2 separate regions of the Mus musculus genome follow, and region 2 is linked to region 1. The links are chromatin contacts, called in public HiChIP or PLAC-seq maps. All regions are on one chromosome and are shown on one strand. Each heading gives the region's core, a stretch centred on a gene start, on an enhancer-like site or on the middle of the called end of the contact. The rest is flanking DNA. Distances are from core to core; before and after follow the strand shown. Region 1 holds the start of Ptprn (protein tyrosine phosphatase, receptor type, N). Region 2 holds the start of Cyp27a1 (cytochrome P450, family 27, subfamily a, polypeptide 1).

The links. HiChIP or PLAC-seq counts read pairs in DNA pulled down with a chosen protein or histone mark.
Region 2: a contact with region 1 is called in a FOXA1 HiChIP or PLAC-seq map of pancreatic cancer cells. The contact joins the promoter of Cyp27a1 here to the promoter of Ptprn in region 1. A contact is called at or near these places in 1 of 39 promoter capture datasets (neutrophils), 1 of 115 datasets of contacts at active chromatin or transcription factors (pancreatic cancer cells) and 1 of 9 other capture datasets (adipose tissue).

Annotation. Positions count from the first base shown.
Region 1 is chr1:75,262,700-75,266,522 of GRCm38.p6, reverse strand. It overlaps Ptprn (protein tyrosine phosphatase, receptor type, N), which reads left to right and starts at 2,315. Exons shown (of 23, transcript NM_008985.3): 1 at 2,315-2,519. The coding sequence starts at 2,396.
Region 2 is chr1:74,712,037-74,716,161 of GRCm38.p6, reverse strand. It overlaps Cyp27a1 (cytochrome P450, family 27, subfamily a, polypeptide 1), which reads right to left and starts at 2,627. Exons shown (of 9, transcript NM_024264.5): 1 at 2,271-2,627. The coding sequence starts at 2,531.

The sequences.
Region 1 (3,823 bases), core at 1,066-3,565:
GACGACGACGACAACGACGACGATGACTATGAATCTAGATGGAAAGTGGATGTTTGATCCCATGAGTTTTTTGTTCATGCTCATCAGACTAGGAAAGATGGGGCTGGCTCAGCTTTAGACTCGTTATCGGTTTTAGCATTCCTATGTAGTAGCATAGCCAGGCATTGTGCATCTCCTGGAATAAAGCAATATTCTGTTTACATTTAAAAAGATCCAGCCCATTTGGCGCATCAAGTATACTATCTACTTTACAGAGGGGAATGCCAAGAACATGTGTGTTGTACGGAGGGGCCATGCAGGGAGATCAACCGTGAGACAGATCGAGAAGAGGAGGAGTCCACAGAAAATAATGACCTGCTTTCTGTTCTTCGTGACAGTGCGGGAAATGGAAGAAGGGCGACTTTGGGTATCTATGCTAAGTTAAAAAGAATTAATAACATAATTATATTCAGCCAGGAGGTGATGGCGCATGCCTTTAATCCCAGCACTCATCAGGCAGAAGCAGGAAGATTTCTAAGTCTGAGGTCAGCCTGGTCTACAGAGAGAGTTCCAAGACATCCAGGGCTACACAGAGAACGCTGCCTCAAACAAACAAACAAACAAACAAACAAACAAAAACAAAAGGAGAGGAGGAGGAGGAAGAGAGAGAGAGAAGAAAGAAAAGAATTAAATGCAACAGTGATCCTTGGTTGACTCATATTTGAACAAATAGCCAAAAAGACGTTTTGGAAATAGTTTGAGACAGTTGAATATGAATTGAGTTCTAAGTGATATTATTGTAGAAAAGTGTTCCTATTTCCTAGAGATGCATATTGAAATATTTATGAGGAATTTCATAATGTCTACCATAAATATTAAAAGGAAGCAAACACACCCCAAATGTCAATAACTGTGAAGTCTAGATAAGTGGTTTTTTTTCACTAAACCATTTTGGTTTTTTAATTCGCTTTATAAAGGCCTCTCTCTCTCTCTGTGTGTGTGTGTGTGTGTGTGAGAGAGAGAGAGAGAGAGAGAGAGAGAGAGCAGAAGACAACATCATAGAGTTGATTCTCTTCTGTCTTTATATGGATTCAAAGAATCAAACTCAGGTCATCGGGTTCGGATAGTGAATGTGTACCTGCTGAGCTATCTCACCTGACCCATATTGTCTTAAAAACAAAACAAAAAGAAACAACGACTAGAAAGCAAAAGGATAATGCAATTAATTTGAACTTTAGAAAACTCTGTAGCTTACTGGATAACTAAGAATATTAAAAAGCCACTGAGGAAATTACTGTGATAAGGCTGGGGGGGGGGAGGGGTGGTTTGATGTGGCGTGTACCTTATGTAGAAATCATAAGATCGTCAATAAGCTTGAGACAGGAAGCTAAGGGACAGCCAGAGCTAATAACAAATGGCAGTACTCACCAAGTGCAGCTGGGCAAGCAGCAAGGCTGATGTTCGGAAGCACAGCAGGATATCTACAGGCGGCGACGATTTCTGGGCTAATTCAAATGAGCTGACAGAGAAGATGCTAAGTATTCCCAACACAAAGAAACTATAAAGGTCTGAAGTAATAGATACGCCAGGTATGTGGATCTGGTCATTACACATTGCATACATCCGTGTACATGTACTGACTGTCACTGTGTACATTTGTGTATGATTGCTTTGTACCAACTAAGCGAAAAGCAAATACTAAAGAAGGTAACCGTTTCAAGAGTCAGATGAGTAGATTGCAAGAGGAAACGAAGTTAATGCGTAGGAGTGTTTGCGATATGCAGGTCCAGGTCTTGCTGCAGTGTCTAATTACATAAATTCTCACCACTACCCTGTGGGGCAGGTGCTTTTTGGCTTCTTCAGACAAGAGTAAGCAACTAGCTCATCCCTTGCTATCCCAGTGCGAGTGCCTAACCATCTCTGATTTTTCAGGAAGACGCCAGTAGCGATAATGGAACCATGGTAAGAGTTCCTGTTCTGATCTCTTAAGCTTCTTGTATCACGGTTTATACTCCCTGGCCCACGTATCTTTCCTGTTCCCTATAGTACTTGAGTCCTTCTCACCAAACCTGAGCCAGGGAGACAGAGGCGGTGGACCTGAAAAATACAGGTCAGGAGTGGGTGGACCCAGTGGGAATTCTAGGGAGGAACCTACTATATGGTGGAGGAGGCTTAGGTTGAGTAGGTCCCCGGCTAAGAGGGGGCTCTTACGCCAGTATGACGCAAATAGGCATAAGAGCCGGGGGTGGAGATGTCGTCATTGCACGCCTGCAGTTGGCCGGGTCGCCTCAAGAGGGGCAACTAGACCCCGCCTTGGAGGTGGGTGGGGAGTGGCAGACTCCGCCTAGGCTCCTGGGCTGACTCCCACCAACGTCGCCGAGACTCTGGCCGGAGAGAGAGCTCAGAGCCGGGAAGGATGAGGCGCCCGCGGCGGCCCGGGGGCTCCGGGGGCTCCGGGGGCTCCGGGGGCCTCCGGCTGCTGGTCTGCCTGCTGTTGCTGAGCGGCCGCCCCGGGGGCTGCAGCGCCATCAGTGCCCACGGTCAGGAGAAAACTTGATGGGGGCGGGGGGAAGCGTCGCAAAAGCAAGAAGCTCGGGTAGGATAAATGTTGGAAGGCGGCGGGGGGGGGGGTGTTTGTAGGGTGAGGAAGATGAGAGGACATGAAGTGAGATGAAGGGAGATGGAGGTGAGGAAAGGGGCGTAGGCTGGGAGGTGGAGCCGGGATTCGCAGGCGGGACCTGGAAAAGTGGGCTCCAGGGAAGACTAGGTACAGGAGGAGGAGCGGGGGTGCACGCGAGTTGAGAGATTTAGAGGGACTACAGGACCGTGGGAGAAGCCAGAGGCATCGGGGTGGAGACCCGAGATGGAGAATCGGAAGCCGAGAAAGAGGAATGGGCGACCACCGGTGGCAGGAGCCTCTCCACTGTTACCCGACTCCAGCTTCCCTGTAGGACTGGCTAGAGACAGAGCAGGATTTATCTTTTAAGTCTAGAGAGGCCATTTGCTCGAGTTGGTCGGCTATAAGAAGGGGAACACGCAAGGGGAGGGAACGGAAGAGGAGTAAAAGGGGAGGGTCCTCTTCTTGTCCCCTTTCCCACAGCCGGGCCTGGTGCTGACTCACATCTAAGCGGATATAGTCAGCGCTGACTCATGGGCCCGGGATGGGGGTGGGAAGGTGGCGGTGGGGGGAAGGGGCGCAGCCTCTCCATCTGGCTCCCTCTTTTCCCACCTTGGCTTGGGGGCCAGTGCACGGTACTTCCTGTGAGGCCAAGAGTTAACAAGACAGAGCGGAAGGATGAGCCACTCCTTGTCCTGCCACCCTTCCCTTGGTAAACGTCTCCTTTCCCGACGTGCCATTAGCTCCTAGGTTCAGAACCATGGACAGCGCCATCAACTCTGCCTGGGACAGGCTGCCCCAGAATCAAGCACCGGCATCCCTTCCCTACCACGCGGGGGTGGGGGTGGGGGGGTGGGAGGGAGTGCTGGAGCTTCCTCCTCTAGTTCCACGCCACTAGAATTGGGATGCTTTGAGAGATTTGGGGAACCACCGTTTCCTTTTGAATTTGGCCACGAACTCTCCCACAATGCTACATAATTTACCCTCCCTTCCTCCCACATTCCAATTCCCACTTAGGCAAATTGAGTCATTAAAGACTGAAACTAAGATCTTCAGACCCCAAAGCTAGACCCCATACTTCCTCAATAATTCTTGGCCTTGGGGCTTGAGAGATGACTCAGTCAGTAGGGTGCTTGTCATACAAGCATGAGGGCCTGAATTTGGATCTTCAGCACCCATATGAAAATCCATGCGTAGTGACTGATGTCTAACCCCAGTGCTGGAAAG
Region 2 (4,125 bases), core at 1,378-3,877, 550 kb after region 1:
CTGGTCTACAGAGTGAGTTCCAGGACAGCCAGCCAATGTAGTCTTTTCCCATAGTCTCACTACTGCTCTGACCACATGACCTCTCTCTTCCTTGTCACAGGCAAGCTCGTGTCATGTGATGCCACTCGCCACAATACATACAGTAACAAGACCTGAATCAGAAGCTAGCTAAATGGAGCCATCCATTTGGAGTTTCCATTTCCAAAATCGTGAACAAAATAAACCTTTTCTTTACAACGCAGTCACTCTTCAGCGCTGTGTTACGGTTAAACCAAACAGCCTAAGATTCGGGAGCAGATCATGACCAAAGGAGACTCAACTATAGGAGTTCTCCACCTCAGCATGTAAGACTGTTTAAACGACAAGCCAATGCTAACGATACAGAGCAACACATGGTCTTCCGCAGTGATGCTGTTGCCCTGTTTTAAGGAAGTGCCACACTCTCCTAACTCACAGCAGCCCCAAGCACAGGAAGTGAGGATTAATGTATTCCTCATGGGCAGCTCAGATTCATACGATCAAGATGTTTAGAGTCCTGACACTGCCGCCATCTGTACCTGTTTAAAAGGCCATTCACAGGGCTGTGTGGATGGAGCAGCAGGCAAGTTTTCTTGATGCTCTACATGGGACCTGAGTCTGGTTCCTGGTACTCATGAACTACCTGTAACTCCAGTTCTCACAGATCCTCCTCTGGTCTCTTCATACAAACAGACACGAACACTCAAACACACACACACACACACACACACACACACACACACACACACACACACAGAAATAAAATAAATCATTAAAAAAAAAATCTACTTCTGGGCCATGATGGTCTTTATATACAGAATCCCAGCACTCAGGAGGCTGAGGCAGGAGGAAAGAGTTAAAGCCAATCTAGACTATATAGGAAAACATTGTCTTAGCAAACAGCCAAAACTCTATATATTCACGGGTTTACTTCCCCATTCTCCTTACAAAGCTATCTAGAATTACATCTTGAGCAAATCCCCCTGAGGAAGCTTCAGTCCCTAGACCCTAGGCATCAGGCATTCCCCAGGCCTCTCAATTTCTAGAGGTTGAAATCAAGCTAGAGAACTTAGAGGACCTTTCAACTCCTTTGTTTCTTGGCCTAGAGATTATCAGGTCTGCAGGAAATAGCTCATATTCCCTCTCTCTTTGTGTGTGTCTCTCTATCTCTGTCGTCTCTCTCCCTCTCTCCCTCTACCCTCTCTCCCTCCCTTCCTCCCTCCCCCCTCCCTTCTGTTCTCACTATGTAGCACTGGCTAGCCTATGTAGCATGGGCTAGCCTGTAATTTATACAGATTCTAATGCCTCTCCCTCCTGATTTCTGGGATTAAAGGTAAGTGTTGCGCCACCATGCCAGGCTTCCTGCTTGCTTGCTTGCTTGCTTGCTTGCTTGCTTGCTTGCTTGCTTGCTTGCTTACAATTTGTATTCTTTTTAACTATGCACGTGTGTGTCAGCAGGTATGTGCTCATGAGTGCATGGTCCTGGAAGGGCAGAGACATCAGATTCCCCTGGGTGGTTGTAAACTGACTGACAAGGGTGCTGACTGACTCAGGTCCTCTGGAAAAGAGAGATGTCCTCCTAACCATGGAGCCCTCTCTCCAGTCCCAGGGAATGGTTTGTTTTGCTTTGTTATTTTAAATCATCTCTCAGTACCTCCTGAGTCTGACAGGGATAGCTACACAGACAAACTTTCCTGGCTGCTGGATTTCTCTTTCTCTGTCCCCATCCTCACCCTCCTCTCCGTCTGGCAGGGTGTCGAGGTGCAATTACATCAGAAATTCCTTTGCCTGCTCCCTAATGTGTTTTCTTTCACTCCCTGAGAAGCAATCTTTTTTTGTTTTTTGTTTTTTTCTTCTGTGGACAAATGTGTCCTACAGATTGCAAAGTAGCTTCCAAAGTTAACTCCTTTGGAAGAAGCAGGAGGGGAATGGCATCTCTGAAGTAACAGGGTTCCCCCAACACCGGGCACTGTATACACTAGCATGAGTCATTCTCTCCCAACGCAACCTCTTCCTTTCCCAACTTGTGCCCACCACATTGATGATGATCTCTTGATCGGTGACACCCATCGCCTGTTTTAGCTCAAAGGATTCTCTCTGCACCCTGCATGCCCTTCCAGTTTATGGCTCGAGCCTCAGACAGTGGCGAGCTAAGTTCTATTTACTGTTTATCCCTCTTCTCTCCCATAGCCAGCTTCTTTTTCTGTCCCAGTGCCCAGACCCAGGTGGCGATGCCTCTGTCCGATGGTTACCTGGAGGTCGGGCAAGTGCAGCACATAGCCTTGTAGAAATAGCTGGAATAAAAATTGTAGCGTTCCGGTCCCCGGAAGCTCCGCCGGACTCCGCAGGCGCGGCCGGTCTTGACCTGTTCCTGGACCCTCCGTACTCTCCTGTGCCTGGAGGGCTGCAGGGATCGTGGCCTTGGCTCTGGCCCCTTGTGGGCAGAGGCCACGGCCCACCACACGCGGGTCCAGGAGCGTCCATCTCAGCCTCGTGCGGCTCCACGCAGCCATGGATCGTGCCCGAGAAGCCAAGAGTTTAGATCCAGAGACTATGAGCCCTATCCAGGCAAGGAGGCAGACAGAACTCGGGCTTTGCGACCTGGCGACTTTAAAGGCAGAGGTGGTCCCGGGGCGGGCCAATAGAGGACTAGCCAGATCCTTTCATAACCCCTTCCAATCAGGATCTGTCCTGAACACACAAACGCCGCCTTCTCCAGCTGCAAGACCTCTACTAAGAAGGCAGGCAGAGGTGGACAAGATGAACTAGGGAGCTCTCTGGAGTTAGCAGCCTCCTCATCCACGGACTCTCAAGAACTTCGCTGGCTCTCAGTCGTGAGATGGAGCACAGCAGTCAACTTCCAAGTCCCTCAGGCCCCACCCAGCTAGGCTTGCCTTTGCTTGACCTGCAGAGCGCCATCTCTGGTGTCCCTCACTTTCCAGATGGCCCGGGAACGCGCTGCTGTTCCCCAGAGGCTGAAGCTGATTGTGGACCTGGGACAGCAGTCACGTGAGGCCCAGAGAGGAGGAAAAACAAAACAAATTGCGGTATTAGGGATTTTTTTTTTTTAAGAGTATCATTTCTGCTTTTGAGAACAGATTTGGGGATTTGATTTTGTTTTCTTTTTCCCGTTTTGTTTTGTTTGAAGACGTGTAGGCCAGGCTGGGCTCAATCCTCCACCTTCCTGCCCCAACCTCCAGAGTGCAGGCATTAAGGATTTTGAACCAGTTATGGTTGCGCAAGCCTCTAATTTCAGCATTTGTGAGGCAGAGGCAAGTGAACTCTGTGAGTCCCAGGTCAGCCTGGTCTACATAGCAAGTTCCAGGTCAGCTAGAGGTAGATAATCAAACTCTGTCTCAAAAAACAAAAAACAAAAAACAAAAAACAAAAAAACTAAACTAATAACAACAATTTTTTAAAAAGAGGAAGGGCTGAAGAGATGGCTGCTCTTCCAGAGGGGAAGTTCACAGCCTCCGAAACCCCTCTGTGTGCACCAAGCATGCAAGTGGCACACAGACAATATGCAGGAAACACACCCATACACATACCATAAGTTTTTAAATTTGTATTTTTAAAAAGGACTGCCTACCTACATGGCCTGGCTTCAGACTATTCCAATAAAGCAAAAAGAATAAAATGGGACAGAAAATTTGCCCCAAAGGGGGAAAAATAACCAAGTGTTGTTTCATGAACTGTTTTATGTATATTGGAAGTTTCGTTTTCTTTTGTTGTTGTTGGGTTGTTTGGTTGGTTTGAGACAGGGTTTCTCTGTGTAGCTCCAACTGTCCTGGACCTTGTTCTGTAGACCAGGCTGGAACTCAAGAGACCTGCCTGCTTCTGTCTCTAAGTGCTGGAATTAAAAGTGTGTACCACCGGGCTGGTGAGATGACTCAGTGGGTGAGAGCACCCAACTGCTCTTCCGAAGGTCCCAGCAACCACATGGTGGCTCACAGCCACCCATAATGAGATCTGATGCCCTCTTCTGGTGCGTCTGAAGACAGCTGCAGTGTACTTACATATAATAAGTCAATCAATCAATCAATAAATCTTTTTTAAAAAAAAAAAGTGTGTCCCACCATGCCTGGCTAGAAGTGTAGTTTTCATAAA